5 separate regions of the Mus musculus genome follow, and all the other regions are linked to region 4. A link is a contact called in public promoter capture Hi-C data. All regions are on one chromosome and are shown on one strand. The core of a region is the stretch at or near the end of the contact, and the rest is flanking DNA. Distances in the headings are between cores, read along the strand shown.

Evidence for each region. Promoter capture Hi-C pulls out the DNA fragments that hold promoters and counts their contacts.
Region 1: a contact with region 4 is called in a promoter capture Hi-C map of pre-B cells, with 2.5 times the contacts expected there. The contact joins the promoter of Slc29a1 here to the promoter of Cyp39a1 in region 4. A contact is called at or near these places in 2 of 39 promoter capture datasets (cranial neural crest and pre-B cells).
Region 2: a contact with region 4 is called in a promoter capture Hi-C map of hippocampal neurons, with 5 times the contacts expected there. The contact joins the enhancer-like site here to the promoter of Cyp39a1 in region 4. A contact is called at or near these places in 6 of 39 promoter capture datasets (HPC-7-derived erythroid cells, cranial neural crest, embryonic stem cells and 3 more).
Region 3: a contact with region 4 is called in a promoter capture Hi-C map of pre-B cells, with 2.3 times the contacts expected there. The contact joins the promoter of Supt3 here to the promoter of Cyp39a1 in region 4. A contact is called at or near these places in 5 of 39 promoter capture datasets (hippocampal neurons, liver, neutrophils and 1 more), 1 of 115 datasets of contacts at active chromatin or transcription factors (pancreatic cancer cells) and 1 of 9 other capture datasets (liver).
Region 5: a promoter capture Hi-C map of pre-B cells shows a contact between it and region 4, with 6 times the contacts expected there. The contact joins the promoter of Cdc5l here to the promoter of Cyp39a1 in region 4. A contact is called at or near these places in 10 of 39 promoter capture datasets (the 3T3-L1 cell line, 3T3-L1-derived adipocytes, the C10 cell line and 6 more), 1 of 115 datasets of contacts at active chromatin or transcription factors (astrocytes) and 1 of 9 other capture datasets (adipose tissue).

What each region holds. Positions count from the first base shown.
Region 1 is chr17:45,594,189-45,597,844 of GRCm38.p6, reverse strand. It overlaps Slc29a1 (solute carrier family 29 (nucleoside transporters), member 1), which reads left to right and starts at 2,315. Exons shown (of 14, transcript NM_001357771.2): 1 at 2,315-2,363.
Region 2 is chr17:45,324,802-45,328,358 of GRCm38.p6, reverse strand. No RefSeq gene overlaps it. Among named protein-coding and RNA genes, the nearest start is that of Gm35204, 29 kb to the right of the region's middle. Within about 2 kb of position 1,373, at least 21 of the 459 cell types and tissues checked have an H3K27ac peak or open chromatin away from gene starts, as enhancers often do. A contact at or near this core is called in hippocampal neurons, where this site is marked.
Region 3 is chr17:44,775,850-44,779,442 of GRCm38.p6, reverse strand. It overlaps Supt3 (SPT3, SAGA and STAGA complex component), which reads right to left and starts at 2,277. Exons shown (of 12, transcript NM_178652.3): 1 at 2,015-2,277. It also overlaps a transcript of Runx2 not described here.
Region 4 is chr17:43,665,308-43,668,767 of GRCm38.p6, reverse strand. Cyp39a1 (cytochrome P450, family 39, subfamily a, polypeptide 1) reads right to left here and starts at 1,396. Exons shown (of 12, transcript NM_018887.4): 1 at 974-1,396. The coding sequence starts at 1,159. Slc25a27 (solute carrier family 25, member 27) reads left to right here and starts at 1,554. Exons shown (of 9, transcript NM_001357122.1): 1 at 1,554-1,868. The coding sequence starts at 1,766.
Region 5 is chr17:45,431,075-45,434,989 of GRCm38.p6, reverse strand. Cdc5l (cell division cycle 5-like (S. pombe)) reads left to right here and starts at 1,283. Exons shown (of 16, transcript NM_152810.2): 1 at 1,283-1,599. The coding sequence starts at 1,555. It overlaps B230354K17Rik (RIKEN cDNA B230354K17 gene), which reads right to left and starts at 1,159. Exons shown (of 3, transcript NR_130961.1): 1 at 763-1,159.

The DNA of each region.
Region 1 (3,656 bases), core at 1,066-3,565, 1.9 Mb before region 4:
GGAGGGGGAGGAGAGAGGAGAGAGGAAAGAGGAGGAGAGAGGAGGGAGAGAGAGAGAGAAAGAGAGAGAGAAGGGCAGGGGAGGGGAGAGGAGGGGAGGGGAGGGGAGGGGAGGGGAGAGGAGAGGAGAGGAGAGAGGAGAGGAGAGGAGAGGAGAGGAGAGGAGAGGAGAGGAGAGGAGAGGAGAGGAGAGGAGAGGAGAGGAGAGGAGAGGAGAGGAGAGGAGAGGAGAGGAGAGGAGAGGAGAGAGGAAGAGAGAGAGAGAGAGAGAGAGAGAGAGAGAGAGAGAGAGAGAGAGAGAGAGAGTTGAGTGTGGTGGGAAGCAAACCTACCTTCTAAAGGGTGAGGGGCAGAAATGATAGAGTTAGCCACAGTCCCAGCTGGGGTGGGGGACAGGACATAAAGGTGAGCCATGAGGTCAGGTGGACCAGCCCTCCTGACCCAACCTTAGTGACAGGGAATGGGGAGCCATGATATGAGGAGGAAGGTAAAAAGAGAGGCCTGGTAGACGTGCCTGAGGATCTGCCAGGCCCAGGCTTGTGCGAGCTGGGTTCCCAGGGCTGTCCAGCAGAGGGCCCGGGCACCAGCAACTGCCTGAGGCTGCCTGGGGTGTGGGTGCTGGCTGGAACCCATGCAAGGAGCTTGCCAGATGGGCTGTTCTCCAATAATAACAGGCCTGCCTGTGGCCATCTGCATAGACGGCCAGGTCCCAGTGGGCATGAGGAAAGGAACCAGCCTTCCCCAGTCTGGCTGGGACCCTTACCACTTCGTCTGTCCACTTCCAGCTCACTTTGCACACAAGGGCTCCCAGCCTGACCATGCCTAGTCGATCTCTCCCACAGCTGTGCCAGCTATGGTAACAGAGCCAGACTTGGGAAGGGAAAGAGGGGGTGAGGTGTGTGTGTGTGGGGGGGGGCAACGGAAGAAGGGAGGCAAAGGCAGGGAGAGACAGACCAGACAAACAGGGCAGGGATCTGGCGTTGTGGACAGACATGAGGCTACTCTTAAGCCATGGGATAGTGCCCAGAAAAATACCACCCAAGCCTGACTTCCTGCCCTCTGTTTGCTTAGTGCTAGTGGGGAGATGTGTCATCTCTGTGGGAGCAGGAAGGCTGTATACGCCCCCACCAGAGCAGCTTGAGAGAACCCACTGTCCTACAGAGTCAGCTACCTCCTAAGGGCTCAGTCGTCCTCTGGGGAGACTGAGTGCGTCTTTTCCCTACGATGTTAGCACTGGTAATTGTTAATTAGCTCCAATGGTTTCTCTGGAGCACAGGTTCCTTAGGGAGGTGGGGTGAGACAGGCAATCTGGATGGGATGTTCTTGCCTCAGGACCCTCCCCAACTTCTGGGATACATCAGTAGGGAGTGCTACTGTAGGGGGTCCCTCCTCCTTTGTACCCCAGCGGGGGGGGGGGGGGGAAGGAAGGAAGGGGAGGGGTATGAATGGTAAGAGGCTCAGCAAGGCTTCTAGCCCCGAGGGTTATCTTGGGATGGGACATGGGACAGTGAAATGCTGGCTAGGACAAAGATGTGCAGGATGTGAGGCCTTTCTTCCTGGCTCCCCTTTCTCCGGTCTCCAGCTGTGTTTCAGTTTTCTTAGAGGCCTCAGGGCTGTCCTCTTATGCCTTCATAAAGGAGCCTTCAAGGCAACATGGGGATGGGGGGGGGAGAGATGCTGTTTGTGTGGTGTGCGGCGAGTCTGAGGGCAGGAGAGAGAAAACAAAACACCTCCAGCGTCTGGGTTCCAGAACGCTCAAATCTGAGGTATCCCAGAAAGTCTTCTTGAAGGGAAAAGGAGGAGTGGAAAGGAAAAAGGATGTATTAGAAGGGTGTGTGTGTGTGTGTGTGTGTGAGGGGGTTGCTAGCAGTAAAACGGTGGAGTGTGAATAATGGCGTGGGCGGGGTTCGGAGAGGGATAACGGAACACCTGAGGTGGAGCGTGGCTTGTGGGGGCGTCTGGACCTGGGTGAGCAGAGGGCCTGTCTGTGCAAGAGTCCCGCCGTGGAATGTGTAGGAGTTAGGAGCGCAGGGCCAGCGCGGAAATTAGGGGTACGCAGTGGGGGGCCCGTGCCCCCCTCCCAGGCTCGCGTGTCCGGGTGACAGTTGGGAAGGGTCCAAAGACGTGCTCCGCCATCGAAGCCAGCAGCCCTGGCGGCCCTAGGCGTAGGGTCTCTGACTGGGAGCCGGTGAACTGTTGAGGGGGCGGCGAGGAGCCTGGGGGCGGGGCTGTCGCCGGGAGGAGGTGGCTCCCACGGGCCCGGGGCGGACCCAGCAGAGGGCGGGTTTGAAAGCGCTCGGGCGGGCGCGGGAAGCGCTGGCCAAGCGCGCAGATTTCGTCGCCGGAGGTGTCCTTCTCCAGCAGGTGCTCGTAGGGCTTGGGTGGGACATGTTGGGGACTCCGGGGTAGAGAGTGGAGTGTCCGGCTTGCCAGGAGGGAAAAGGAGGCCCGGTCTGCCAGCTCCGAGGCCGCGACAGGGACTTTGGGGTGCGGCCCCCACGCGGCGCGTGCAGAGCAGCGCCAGCACGTGGCGCGCATGGGCCTGGCTCTGGGTAGGGGGACTCTCCTTTTGTGGGGACCAGGGCGGAGCTGGGCCCAAGACAGCCTGGCTTCTGGGCCTGGAAGCGACTGTCGCTGTGTTGACTTCCGCAGAGGATCGGCGTGTGGGTAGTTCAATGCTACAGTCCTGTGTGAACTAGAGGGAGGGGTTGTGTTGCCTTCTGCCCCGAGGCAGGAGGATGGGGAATGCGGGAATACAAATGGACGTGAAGGGAGCTAGCTGGCCATTTACAGACTAAACTCCTGTTCCTGGCCTCCCTTTCCTGGGCGAGTCCTCATTTACTCTACGCGGAGAGTGAACGTGTGACAAGATAAAGGACTGACGCGCACACCCAGGCTTCCTTTGGATGAAGGCTCTCTCCACCCCTGCACCTTATACCCCATTCGGGTCCTCTTGCCAAGCCTGAGCCAACCCCCTCTTCTCCATTAACCCTCCTTCCGTCCTGTTCCTCTTGTCCTGCTTGTGTGACCTTTGCATACAATAATATATGCGTGGTGGAATGGTTGTGAGTTGTCATGACTCTGAAACTAATGTTATGTGAAAGAATGGCCTGAATCTCCCACTTGTTTTAACCCTTTAATTGGAGCACTGTTGCCTTCCTGGAAGCCTACACGAATAGCTGAGGAGCCTTGTTAATTTTGCCTTCCCCACTTGAGAAGGAATCTAGAATGATCGGTACATTGAGTATTGATGCTGTCACCCCCATTCACCAGCTCTGCGGGCTTTCTCAAGTGATGGAGCCTCTTTAAACCTCAATCGCCCTAACTGTTTAGTAGAAACGGGGCAGCTGGAAGAGGGGCATCCTCAGATTTCAAGAGAAGATTCCGATGTAGCAGAAACTAGGCTGAGAAACTGAGCTATGTGAGAGGACCCTTAGGACGCAGGAAGGCCTCAGATGGGCGATAGCTTTCAGGGCCTCTCCATCTCGGCAGGTCAAGGCATGGCTGAAATGATACCAGAGGCCCTGAACTGCTATCAGATCTCTACTGGGACAAAAGTAAAGAAAGCCCCTAAGCAGCAAATGGAATGTTTGGATGTGGGTGGAACCCGAGAGGTGGGAATTTCTGCAAGGGGAGAAGTGATGTGTGTGTGTGTGT
Region 2 (3,557 bases), core at 124-2,623, 1.7 Mb before region 4:
CTTGCAGTGACAGTTGCTTTGTTTTGTGGCAATACCATCTTCAGTCTCATCCTTGAGAGCAAAAGGATGGTGTTTTCTTGACTTCTCTGCCACCAAAGTCTAGAACATTCCATCAGCGCAGACAGGCAGCTGCCCAGTGTTATGGCTATGAATGGTGGCATTGAATGAATGCCAAGTGTCATGGTCACACTCTGTTTTAGGAGTGAACTTGAGGGTGCTATTCATCCCTTTGACTGTGTCAGCCGAACGCCATCCCTCGCCGCACTGTGGAAATGTGACTATTCGTTATGAGATGCTCACACTGACAGAAACATACAAGGAATACTTATTCATATTATACATACATCAGTGGACGCTCGCCATTTAGTATAAGCAAACAGCATCTGCTAATTTTGATGTGGCTCTAAGGGCCCAGTTTTCCTCTTTCCCTCTGTGACAGTTGCAGTAATGACACCGTCCTGTGACACGGAAGCATCATGTCAAACACATCCCAGAGATGCGTTATACAGGAGATAAACCTCAACCTCTTAGAGTTGAATCGTTACCAGTCTCTCAACATTAACCAAGGCCACCTAGGTTCGAGCTCATACAGAGAGCATTCCCAGATAAAGACAGGGAAGTCGTGGTCCTTAATAGGCATCCTGTCACAAAGACCAGGGAGACCATATATGATATATATGATGGAAGTGTGATGCTCTGAGATTCATTTTATAGGTCATTGAACTGAGAACCGGAACAGTGTGTGGTCTTATCTCTAGGGATCTAGGTTGGGCATCAAGGGCTGGGACCCAGGCTCAGTTTCATCTCTGCTGTTATTTAGCCATGGGACCCTTCGGCGATCACTTCTCGCTTTCCCAATTTTCTTGCCCCCACCCGGCAATGAAAGAGTGAGAGTAGAATATTTGGAAACTCCCTCTCCTCCTTTAAGTCCGAGTTTCTGATACTTCCCACCGCCAAGATCTCACCTGGCTCCCTGATGTCCCTGGAGACTTTGCCTGTAAGCTGCGCTCTGAGCGGAGCCCTGTGGAAATCTCTAGCTCAGCCTGCATCCCCCTTGCTAGCTGGCCTGCAGTGCCAGGGAGAACTCTCCAGGCAGGCGTGCTTCTGTGGGTCTGCCCGGCGCTCTTATTGCCACAGTTTCCATTCATTTCCTTTGACCTGCCTGTGGGAGAAGCTTATGATCACTGATAATTCTAGTTAATCCCTTAACTAGGAAAAGGAAACTAGCCATCTAATAGGCAAAATGAGGGAAGGACTTGGCACACCATCTGCAAAATATAAACCTAAAATATTCCAGAGTGTTCTCTGGGAGGCCGCAGCCATTAACGCCCCGGAGAGTCAGCTACTGCATGGCCTGGCTCCTGGCGGTGGGAAGAGTTCTGAGCCCAGCTGGGAGCGGGCACTTTCCCTCTCTGCGTGCTTGTGGTGGACTCCGTTAACTCGCTAAGGCAGAACATCTCCAAGCCCGTAAAAAGCTTTCTGACATGTCCCCGAGCAGCTGGCCTCCCCCATTTCAGAAGATGTCATGGTTTATTAATTCTTTGCAGAAGCAATAAGAACTGGGTATTGGCTTAATTTGGGGCCAATTTACTGTTATGGTAGGAAAAATTGGCTCTGTCTCCTTTTATTCAACACAAGGGTCTATATTTTCTGCTTTAACCCCTCCCGTGCTGGGCTTCTCCCTACTCTGCTTTTCCATGGATAACTTTGGGCCTCAGTTTCTTCAACATAAAGCGGAGATAATTGTAGTAACGATTTCCCAGGATTGTGCTGGATAGATATTAAGTTATTGAGTTATTTTAGTGTCTTTCTCTACCAAATGCTCCACATGGTGACACTTAAAAAAAAAAAAAACACCAAACCCGGGAAATATCACATCCAGATGTCCTGGCCTCTTTATGGATAACTGGTACCATGGCAACCCTATGTTCATGTTCTCATTAAGAAGAGCTATCTGGAGTTGAGTAGCGAAAGCATGCTTGAAAAAGGACATCTGTACCTGCTCAGGTCTCTGGGCCTTTCCGTTCTACAGAGGTGGGGGTGTTTCTGCCCGGTCCTGTGGCCTGGAGTCTGAGATCTGGGGTTTCCTGTTTCTTTGATAGGCTGTGCATAGCCACGGAGCCGAACTCTCCTAAAGCTGCTTCGGTGGGTAAGGGCTCTTGCTTCTAAAGCACAAAGGGGCTGAGTGTGAACCCCCAGCATCTGTGTAAAAAAGGTGGGTGTGGTTACACTCAAGCCTATAACTGCAGCAATGGGCAGGGGATTGGAGACTCAGGGATATTGAGCCTTGCTGCCTGGCAACCTAGCTCCATGTTCTTGGAGGGATCCCATCTCAAGGGAATGAGGCAAATAGATGATTTTAGAAAGACACTCAACATCCTCTTCTGACCCAACTGTATGCACACACAAATGAACATCAAGCCTACGGACATAAACAAAAGAGAAAATCTGGCTTAGCTTAGCCTTGGGATGTAGCTATTATCCTACACATGCGGGAAGCGGAAATGGGGGATTATGGGATCAGGGCTAGCTTGGGCTACAAAGAGGAGTCTTCTGTCTTAAAACAAACAAACAAACAAACAAACAAACAAAACAGCCCTGAACTGTCCTACAGAGTCCTGGTTTTACCTGCACTGGTAGTAGCAGGAAGCAGTGGTTTTTTGGGAAGGAAAATTCAAACCAAACAAATGGAACCTCCCTCTGAAGACTGACCTATGTGGACCAAGATGAGATTGTGATTTGTAGACAAAGAAAGCATAATTCATTGATAACATTCTCTCCAGATTACTGCACCAATAGAACGCTTGAATACCAACGGGATAGGTGCTTCCTGTACACCCCAGGTAAGCCTTGCAATACCACTGTGGCAGGCCATTGGTGTTCCTGCTTTACAGAGAATAGGCTCAGAAAGGCTGAGCAACTTGTACAAGGAATTATTGAAGACAAGATGATTCAGCCTGCTCCTGGCAACTGGACTGGGCGAAGGGCTTGTAGGAAGGAAACTGAGGCTCTGAAGAGGAAGAGCCTTACTGAGACTGTAAAGCTACTCAACCTCGAGTTCTGCTACCATACCGGTAGGAAGGACTGAAGCAAGGCAATGGGATGTCACACAGGAGGGGAGTGTGTCTCATCTCTGTGGCTTGAGGGGACGATGTCTTCTCCATTGTCCCATCTTCACAGTCGCTGATGGTTTTGGCAAGTCCTGTTGTTAAAAATGCAGATATCAGAGTTGTCTATGAGCAGGTGGGTCTGGGCAAGACCAGAAATGTGCATTGGACAAGTTCTTGGTTGCTGCTGGTCTGGAGAGCTCACCTTTGAAGAGTGAGGATTGATACATGTGAGAGACATTGCTTCCCAAACATTGCTCAGGTTAGAGAAGGACAGAGTAGATGGGGCCAAAGAGCCTGCTGCTGACATTTTGTCCTACAGTGAATAGGTATCTGTGAACTTGGAGTTGCCAAGGTCACACTGGTCCTAGGAAAGCTACTCTGTCTCATGGTAAGGTCACCTCTTATTTATTTATTTGTAGAGTGTCTGAATGGTGCTTACTGTCGTCG
Region 3 (3,593 bases), core at 1,028-3,527, 1.1 Mb before region 4:
AGTATGGAGGGACATGACTATCCCAGAAAAATTAAGATAGCCAGACTACTTATGTCCAGCTCAGTGTCATTTGCATGTCATGAACTATTCTCTGCATATGATGCAACTCATAAGCTTTAAGCTGCCATTCCAGAACCAATGGTTTTCTTCAGCCTTGAGGCCAAGGCCAACATTTTACAAATATCAGGCGGGAACTCTGGATACAATCCACCATGATAGTTTTGTTTTGGCTTCTTTTCCCCCATATGTTTTATTTTCAAGGCCTGACTGCATAGCTTAGTTAGTAGAGCATCCACTTAGTATGTGGGAGGGCCTGGGTTCAACCCCCAGCACAAAAAAGGGGAGAAGGAAGGAGAGGGAGAGACAGGCAAGGAGGGGAAAGTTTTATTTTCAAGATTTACAAAACCTCAGATAAAATATAGTTGGGTATATTTCAAAGAAAGTGGTCTCATGACACATTTATCACCAAATTTCACTTTTCTCTTCAGAAGTTTGACTGTGAATACTAAAATGATTTCAAAAATTGCTCAAAGGTTACTATTATAATTTATTAAACTGCTTTATAACACAAAAACTTAAGGTGGAATTGCCACCTCTTAAATAGGGGGGGGGGGGAACCACAACAATAAAAAGTTTAAACTATTCTCTAAGAACTAATCAAATGGTAAAAGACAATGGAAGCTATAGATAATTAAAGAAAACTCTAGTTAGCACTGTTGTCTTTCCAACTAAATCTGCCATTAGCTTTAGAACCAGAGTTCAGAGCATTTTGCTTTAGTTTGCCAAGCTGTAAATAAATACTAGCAGATCTACAATTTGAATGAAAGGCATTATAGAGATTCTAATTACGAGTCCTTTTAAAAGCATAAATAGTTCAAAAGCTGGCCTGACTTAAAACTCAACCAAATAAAAAACTGCAACTGGCTCTCAATCTCTCAACTTTTTCAGACCTGTGGGATCCCATGCAATAAGCACCATGCCTGTGTGTCTACTTACTTACATTGTAATTAATTTGCTAACCAATTAAAAAATCAAGCTCATCAGAGCCACCTGCACCCGGTGGTTACCATATTGGTAGCCCATAGAGTATAGCATTTCCAGCTTGGCATAAAGTCCCCTTGGGCAGTGCAGCCGGAAAAGGGTGGGAAGCTTGCAATAGTATGGTTAAAGTAAGGTCTGGTTGTGCAAAACATTATCTTAGTAGTCATATTCCGCCTCGCTGGAACACGCAGAAATTCTACCAGTTGTTTCTTTCTTTAAGTAAATCTTTTAACAGTGAACTAACTCAAAAATACTGAGAACTCAGGTTTTATCCCAGATAAATATGTACTGGTTTCTTCCTGAGTCTACTAATTCCAAGGACATAAAGCTAATTTTAATCCGGGTGTTCAGTAACAACACTGCTACTGGGATCCTGTCTGACCGTCAAATATATTCCACTATCCCTATAACTCTTATCACTTGTCACATCAACTAGCCTGACTTCCAATATAGAAGGCAAGATGACAGACAATTTCCTTGGAGCTCAAACGTAATTAATCACAGCTGGCGTGATACAAGCTTTTAGCACACAGATCTTCTCCCATAAACCTGAGTTTTGAGCTAGGCTGCGATGATCCCCATCTATACCCCCCGACACCACCGGCTAAATGATTTATTTCCCCAGGGGTCCCAGAGGCGAGCTCTGACAGCAACATCTCTGTGTCCTCTGTCCCTCAGCCTGCATGCACACTGCACTTCCTTCCACTACCACTTCCTAGCTTCCTAGCTTGCCTTCTTGGAGGACTTCCCACCCATTTGGGTGACAAGCCTAAACGGTGCCTCTCCGCCCGGCCCCGAGGGCTCCCCTGCCTCACGCCCACCGACAACGGGGAGGAGCCACGGGGCACCCCACGCTCGGCGGCCTGCATCCGGCTGGGCCCGCAGCCCCGGGCCAGGCATTTGGCTGCCACGACGTCCCTCAAGTTCCCATGACCTCGCCCCACTCCCCGCCGCCCCCACGCGCCCCCACAACCTCTGCTTAAGACACGTGGAGGCACGGCTGCGCGTCCCGCGTGGAGAATGAGAGGGGACAGAGATGGCGCGGTGTCTGCGGCGGCGGCGGCCCCGGGACACGACGGGCAGGGGGGCGGGGAGTGGGGGGAACCAGAGATTGTAGAAAGGGAAAAGGTGACTGAGCTAGGCTGGAGGGGGTGGGGGTAAGATGGCGAGAGCGCCACTATGAGGGGCGGGGCGGGGGTAGCGGAGCCTGGGGTGACTAGAGGGACGGGCCAAGCCGTGCGGCGAGAGCGCATGCGCACCCGGCTGGCCAGCGCGCGCGGTCGCGGGCCTGCTTCTTCTACTTCCGCCACACTCCGGGGGCGGGGCTTCGCGCTCCCGCCTCGGCGTACGGAGCGGCCCGCAGCCACGCGGCGGAGCCTCAGAGCGGGAGTTGTGATGAGTCGAGTGAGCGATCTGGCAGAGGAGCTGGATTTGGCCTGTGGTGACTCTGCAGACCGTAGGAGTGAGCCCGAGGAGCTAGGATTATTGAGAGTCGGTGATCTGCACTGGGAGAAGGTCTATGCAAGCTTCTCTTCAGGGGTTGGTCAGGTGACCAGAATTGTTTCCAATGACAAAGGGGCGCAGAGTTAGGAAAGACTCTCTCCTCAGAGAAGCACTGTGTGAGGACTCAGTCCGTTCTAGGACCTGGGAACACCCACCTACCCACCCCTACCGGCCCTTGCGCAAAATCGAAAGCCTGTGAAAACTCATCTGCAAAGTTACCCCACCCCACCCCCGTTCCTTTCTACAAAGTTCCATTACTTTAAAAAGCATGCTTTAGTTAATAACTTTCACTATTGGGGAAGCTTTATAAACAAGCAGTGGTGATTTTTCCTTGCACCACTTATATTGAATTGTATGTATGACCTGTCTTCCCGTGTTTGATGGTTGCAGGTGTAGTACCTTAATGAACTGGAGACAATTGTGTGTGATGTTTTCACTCGGCTGTTTAGAAAAGAAAATATCCACTATCCTACCATTTCAAATATTATTTTTATTATATTATTTTTACTATTATTATTTATATTAGTCACTTTTTTCGCTAGGGTTTTACTGCTGTGAATAGATACCATGACCAAAGCAACTCTTAAAAGAACATTTAATTGTGGCTAGCTTACAGGTTCGGAGGTTCAGTCCATTATCAAGACAGGAGCATGGCAGCATCCAGGCAGGAATGGTGCAGGAGGAGCTGAGAGTTATACATCTTCATCTGAAGGATGGTAGTAGAAAACTGGCTTCCATGCAGCAAGGATGAGGGTCTTAAAGCCCACACCTACAATGACACACCTACTCCAACAGGGCCATACCTTCTAATAGTGCCATTCCCTGCGCCGAGCATATACAAACCATCACATTCACCTTTACCAGGTCTTTTCAAGCACTACTTACTTCATTAATGTCTTGCCTATGAATGTATGAGTTCTGAAATAATCCTATTTGCTGAGTGTCTTTAAAACAGCCATTCATCTGATCATCTCCTCTCTGGATTGCAATTGTCTTGTGCTTAGTCCTCTGTAACTGCCAGACACTTCAATATTTGCCAAATACACTTC
Region 4 (3,460 bases), core at 147-2,646:
CAACACATGAGTGTACACACACAGAAGTGGGGGAGGGCTAGAAGAAATACTAAATGATAAGAAAATATTATTCATATATTGTGTTTACATGGAATATGGGCATGTGTGTATCACAGCGCCCATGTGGGGGTCTGAGAACAATCTGAGAGAGCTGATTCTCTCCTTCCACCATGTGGGTTCTAAGGTTCAGTCTCAAGATGCCAGGCTTGGCAGCAGACACCTTTACCCACCGAGCCCTCTTGCTGGCCCTCCACCTCAGTTTTTGAGACAAAGCCTCTCTCACTGAACCTGGAGGGGTTGAGGTATGGACTCAGGTTTTTGTGGTTGCTGCAGAAAGCACTTCATCCACCATGCTGGCTTCCCAACCAAAACCACAGTAAGATCTTGGCCGCCAAAATATGAATAGAAATTAAAAGGCCAGCCAGTAAAAGTGCCTTCTCTAAACTGTTCAACATTCAGTAGCTGCTTTATGGGAAAAAAAAAAAAAAAAAAAACCCTTACAGTGGAATCCATTACTTATTTCCTCAGGGCAGGGAATAAGGGAGGGAGGAACTCACCAATAAAATAGTATCTGGTGGTAGGGATGGGGAGAGAAAGAAAGAATATTGGGGAGCTTTTAATCTGTAAAGATCAATTTAGCAAATCAAGTTTTATAAAATCGTAGAGTTACCTCTACTTGTGATACAAATTTATTACTCGTTTTCACAAACTGAAATCATGGAAACTCTTCTGTCGCCGCCCCCAAACTACAAGCTTACATCTGCAATGTTAATAAACACCCACTTAGAATTAACTGCAGGGAATTACTAACAGTCAAAAGACCTGACTATTTCCAACAAGGTATGTAGAGAAACAGAGTAGACGAATTGCCGGAAGTATGTGTATGCCCAATGTTCCAACACTGAGTTTAATAAAAGAAAAATTAGAAAAGGAAATACTACCTCCCTCCAAACTCCCTGTCACTGCTACATACCTTGATTCTTGCTTTTTCTATAAATTCAAGAGGGGCTTTCCCAAACTCAAGTCCAGCTCCAATCCAGGGAATCCAGCCTTGGATGCACGGGGGTCCAAGCAAATTCTTCAACCGAGAGAATAAGAAAAGAACACAGCTTCCCAGAACGGCGATTGCTATTGGTGAGAATAACTCCATAATGCCCATCTTCCAGAATCAACAGACGTTTGAAAACGTCCTTCTCCAGGGGAATCTCCTAGTCCCCCGCCGACTGAGGAAAATGCGCCCAGTTTTGCAAACTCTGAGCCGAGAAACTTTTTAAACAAATTCTCTTGCGTAACTGTGGTTCCTTTGCCCCGCCCCAGTTTTTGTGTGATTTTTGCATTGTGGCTATCTTCCACCTTCCCACGGCTTTCAAATTATGAGAAAAAAAAAAAAAAAAAAAAAAAAAAAAAAAGCTTTGATTTGAACTGGGCTGGGCTGGGCTGGGACGGAGGAGGCGGGAACACATCCTGAGGCGGCGGAGCTCGAGTAAACTAGCTGTTTGCAGCGGGCGCCTAGCTACCAGCCAATCAGAGAAGTCGCTGAGCCCCCAAGAACTACATTTCCCAGAAGCCTCTTGGGTGCGGCTTTGTTTTTCAGCACCTGAGGCCGCCGGACCGGTCCAGCTACCAGGCGGGCGGCGCCTTTGCAGAGCGTAATAAAGGCACATGGTCCTGACCTGACCTCTCTCGGGCTGAAAAGGGGCGGCGCCGGCAGGGTGGCAGGTTCCCAGGCGACCAGCGGTGCCCAGTGGTCCTGACTTGCTGCTGAATGCCTATCGCCGAGGAGGAGAAGCTGCTGCCGCTCACGCAGAGATGGCCCCGGACGAGCAAGTTCCTACTGTCCGGCTGCGCCGCAACCGTGGCCGAGCTAGGTACCGGCCGCCCCCGCCTCGGCCTCCCCAGCGAGTGGCTGCGGCATCGTGCTGGGGGAGGGATGGGCGGGCAGCCTCACTCCTGGCTGGAGTGCATCTTCAGAGGTTGGACCCTCGCAAGGATGTGGTCAGGTGCCCAGTAGGCCAGCTTCGGGAGGAGCGTGGATTGGAGGTGTCCAGGGTCCTTGTCTTCCCATCCCCAGGGATGTTGTCTTATGCCTGAGTGAGTACTCTTGGGCTCTTCATGAGCCCTATACCTCTCTAGGAAACATTTCCCCTTTCGTAAGGATGACCTTTATAGAACCATAATCCATTTGTTCACAGTTTTTTGGTTTGGTTTTGGTTTGTTTTTTTCTTTTTCATCCTCCCTGGGATCGTTTTTTGTGGTTTATAGTCTTATGCTGCCTCGGGAGTCTTTAAGATTTGAGTTGGGGGAAGGGGGACAGTGAGTCCTACCTTGAGGGACTCCAATTGTTAACCATCCCTCTGGAACATTTGCTTAATGCCAGTCAGCCACATCACTTCTCTGAGCCTATACCCGTTAAGGGGAATTCTGAGAAGTAATTTTTATATGTGGTAAATGCAAGGTAGGGGCAGCATTATTCCAGTTGATGCAGTAGTGGGTCCTGGATATACAATTGCAAAAAACCCCAGTGTGGCCTTCTTCCAGGCTCAGTGGGGTGGCGGGTGGGGGGTGGCACATGCAGAGAAAGACATTTATTTACAGCTGCTGCCTGTTGCAGAGAAGCTATTTCTGTGTGTTCCAAGAACATTATAGGAACAAAACAAAACAAGACAGATCCATCTGCCTAAGTGAGTTCAAAGAAACAAACAACAACAACAAATAAATAAATAAGTAAATAAACAGACCACCTAAAGTGGATTACGGCACTATGGCATGAGCAAAGGGTGGGGGTGTTGTTGTGGTTGTTGTTGTTTTTCAGGAAGGGGGCAGGGAGGTTTTGAGTACAACCTGTGGTCTCTGTGAAGCTATTTGAGATTACCCTTACATTTTTTTGTCCATTAAAAAAAGAAAGAAAGAAAAAGGAAAATGTCTCTGGTGCATTAGTTATTTGAAAATGTTATCCAACCGTCTCTAGCGGAGCTTTATTTATTTTTATGCCTAGCATAGCCAGCACACTACCTATTGCTTTGCCCTTTAGACTCTTCCTTTCTTGCCTTTGGCCCATCTATTTGTCTTCTTTCTAATCAAAGCTAACACAATTTTATTTTCCTTAATCATTGATTTTCCTAAATAAAATTCACCAGCTTCTAAAGACATCTAAAACGAGTCAGCCGAGTGATGAGCTGCATTAGTGGTTTGATGGCTCCCTGAAAGCTCAGTGGCTTGTCCAGAAACGGTCCTGTGAAATGTGTTGGGGAGAAACGGGTGAAGAATAGGGACAGAAGGCCAAGGGATCAAAGTTAGTTGGTAAAGGGGAGTTCACACTGATTCAGCACGAATGCCCCAGCCACAAGGTAACCAAAGGAAAAGGAAGGAAGAAAACATGTGTTCTGAGAAGCAGCATTTGTACTTAGAGCTCTTGCCTCTTCATACTTTGCTCAGTTTCATGTGTTGATAAGACACTTTT
Region 5 (3,915 bases), core at 34-2,533, 1.8 Mb before region 4:
TTGGGAATGTTCTAGATCCAGGGACCATGTAGTTCAAAATACAATTGTTAGGTGCCACACAATTGGTAGGTTAGAGGCTTATCAGCTAGCAGAAACACTGACCTCTTTTGGATCCTAGCGTTAAGATCCCCAGAGAGGAGTGTTCAGATTTGCTTTGATCTGGTCAACCAAATGGTGTGTGACCTGGGTGTGTGGGATAAAAACCATACAACTAAGTGATGTTGGCAGGAGGTAATGGTTACACATCTTTACAAGAGAGCATTGCAAAGAGTACCAGAGGCAGAAAATGGCTTGTTAACCTGTCATCCTGTCAGATGACAGGAGTGAAATGAGATTGTAGGTCACTAAACCCAAGTGTTCTTCATAACACTACACTACCTCCCTCTCAACTGAAAGCAGTGATATTTTGATACAATTTCCTATTTCAAGGAAAAAAATCGTAACAAAAATCGAATCGGAAAATCCGTCATGTCTTCTAGAAGGGGCAAACGGAAGCATGAACAGTGACAACAAACCAGAGCCGCTATGCACGGAATAAAATCTTTCCCTAGGGACCTGGGGTGACACCAAGTAATTAATTGCTCTGGAATAGTGGAGAAATCTGCGTGGGAAAAGAGAGAGGAGATGGCAGAGAGTCTGACAATTTCCACTTCACCGAGACTTTGTGGACTCGCAGCCGCCCTCTGATTTGATGAACAAGTTGTTTGTTCCACTCTTCAGAGGACGACCCCGGATTCCAGGGGCGAGACTCCCGCAACTCACCGAGTTTGTTCCACAGACACCCAACAGCGAGGGATGAGGGAAAGCGGCTGACGTGACGCTTCCCAAGGGTCCCTAGGGCGTCGCCTCGAACCCCTTGTGGCTCTTCCAGGAAGGAGAGCGAACACTTTGGGGCGAGCAGTCGCTCAGTCCCTCAGGTTAGAGTTAGGATCTTGAGTCCGTCCGGCATCCTCGGCGCTTGGCGCTGCGAGTTGGAGCTCCTAGAAAGAGAACGGACTCGTTTGCATCTCCCCGAGGACTCAGCGAAGTCCTCGTCGGTCGCCGGGATGCCCAGCGCAGCGCTCCGTTAAACAAACAGACAAACAAACAAGCAAACAAACAAACAAACAGCGCTCCCTGGGGACCAAGCGTGCTGAGGAACGCCACACCCCTCACATTTATTCCCCACCCCCGGCACTGCCCTCCGCGTGACGTCAGGACCAATCCCTTCACTGCGTTCCCGGTCAAGTTCCAACTCTGGCATCTCGCGAGAGTTTTGTTTTCCTTCACCCTAGTCTCGGACCTGCGCGCGACACGTCGGGCGCCTTGGCACCTGCGGTTTGATTAGTCTCCATCAGTCTTAAGGTTGCAGCCTGGCCGCCCGCGTCTTTTGCCTTCGGCCGCTAAGATCTCGCGAGATTTCCCGGGGCTGCCCACGCCGCGCCTGCGCAGAGCTCTTCAAAGCAGAAGGTCGCTCTTGGGAGGAAGTGGCCTTTTGCGTCCCGTGCCCGGAGCGCCGTTACTACTTTCTCGAAGCTCTCCTCGGCTCCCTTGCCGGGACACTCTGCCGCTAAGATGCCCCGGATTATGATCAAAGGGGGAGTGTGGAGGAACACGGAGGTGAGGCAGCTTTTCCCGCCGTCCGCAGCCCTCCGCCGGCTCTGGTAGCGTGTGCGCACGCGCGGGGAAGCTCCGGGAGCCGTGGCTGTCCCGCGGGGGTCTGCGGTGCGGGGCGGCGACTGCGCGGACCCCGGGGACCCTCGCGGTGCATGGGTGCGGGCTCGGGTCACCTGGCTCACCCCGGGGGCGAGGTCGCGACTTGTCGCCCGGCGCTCCTCGCTTGGCATTTGCTAGGCCCTTGATCACTTATTTGATCAGTTAGGGACGCGCCCCCTCGGTGTCTTCTGCAGCCCGGTGGCCGCCGACCGGACCTCCCCCGGAGCCTGGTGTTTCTCCAGCTCCTTTCGATCTCAGCTCGTGCACAGCGCTTCGCTCTGTTAGAAGCCGTTGTGGCTGCAACTTTGTTTTTTCCGTGACTTCTTTACAGCCGGACAGGCTGCCCGTTTACGTCTGCACCTCTCTGCTTATCTTAGGACCTGGGTCCTTTCTCTTACCTTTCCAGTCACGCCACCCTTGCCGGGATAGAAGCCAGTTAGGACAAACTTACCTACGGTGGTGTTTGCGTCCAGAAATGTTGTAGATTATGTCACGGTGAGCGGAACAGCAGAAGGAAGGAAGTAAAATAGAAATTAAGTTAACGTGCATTTAATCGAGTGCGCCGAATGTATGAGCACCTTTCCGTCTGTCTTGTGCGTTCTTGAGATAGCTCCTTATTGCTTTGGCATCTTTCTGAACATGCTCCAAACTTAGCTGAGAACACTTCTTAGAGTCCTCCTGGCCCATTCGTTGGTCGTCCCGTTGAGAGTTAGTTGTTTAGTGGTTTGGTGGCACCTATTTTTCATTTACTACAGCTTTGTTTTCACAAGCACTTTTGTGTGGCTCCGGCTGAGTTACTTCTGAGAGCCTCAGATTACTCATTTTTATAAGACAAATAAATAATTGTATTTAAGCTCTTGAAACGAGTTGCCAGTTTGGAACATTGTGAACGCAGCTGGGTACATTAGTAGGCTTTCAGTAAAAAAAATGAGTTGCTGTTGTCTTCATCAGACAGCAGTATAGTAGGACCAGGCTTTGGCATTCTAGTATGAAGCAGGTTTCTTGGTGATGTTTGGGAATGAATCTTGTAGGATAGGTACCTGTTGTATGTATTTGGTTGAAGATGCGTTGAAGTTTTGAAAAACTTTACCAAAGTTACAAATGGAGGCACTGAAAAGGGACTTGCATGCACTAAGACAATTTAAACTAGAAGAGTTGGCTTCTGAGGAAGAAGCAGAGTCACAAAATCAAGTAACATCAGGATTCCTCTATAATGGCCAAAACCCAGCAGAGTGTGTGTGTGTGTCTGTGTGTCGATGTCTGTCTGTCTGAGATAGGGTCTTATGTAGCTTAGATTGACTTTGAACTTGCTATGTAGATGAGAGTGACCCTTAACATCTGATCCTCCTGCTTCTACCTCTCCTGTTCTGGCATAAGAGGTGTGTACTGTCATGTGTAAAGTCTTATGGGAATCTAATCCAGGACTTAAAGTATGCTAGGTGGGTATGCTACCAGTTAGCAGTGGGAGAGAAGATGGAGTGGAGGGTTTTATGTAGAAGACAGGCAATTCAAGTTCATTGTAGAAAAAGCCTAAAAGTAAAGTGCTCAAGTGCATTCATCTATGACTCTTAGGTCTGTGAGCTCGCGTGGCAGGATGTCTGGGGATTGGGCTATACTTTGGGTACTCTGGTGAAATGGTTTTTAGAGATTGGAGTAGGTAGACAGGGCGCTGACTGATGAGGTAGAGGAGCTGTGGATCCTGGGCTGTTGTGAGTAGGATGCCTGCCAGAGAGGAACTGTGTTGAACCAGAGTCTCAAGTTTCTTCTTTGATTCTCTCTCCAGAAGTATAGAAGACCTGCTTCAAGGTAGATAGTCAGGAAATTTTTTGTTCTTGTTTTGAGAAAATATATAAATGTATGTGAACTTTGTGAGGAGAATGGCAGGTACATGCCAGTGAATAATTTTGTCTGTCATAAAGTAGTGTTTTTAACATTGACTTTTTCCACCTCCAGTTTGTTGAGGGCCAGGTAAGATGTCCTTTTTTTCTGTTTTTTTTTTTTTTTTTTTTTTTTCTGTGGCTGGTGAGCCAGCAGTTAAGAGCACTGACTGTTCTTCTGAAGGTCCTGAGTTAATATCTCAGCCAACCACATGATGGCTCAAAACCACCTGTAATGAGATCTGATGTCCTCTTCTGGTGTGTCTGAAGACAGCTACAGTATACTTATGTTTAATAATAAATAAATCTTTGGGCAGTAGCGAGTAGGGGCCTGAGTGAGCAG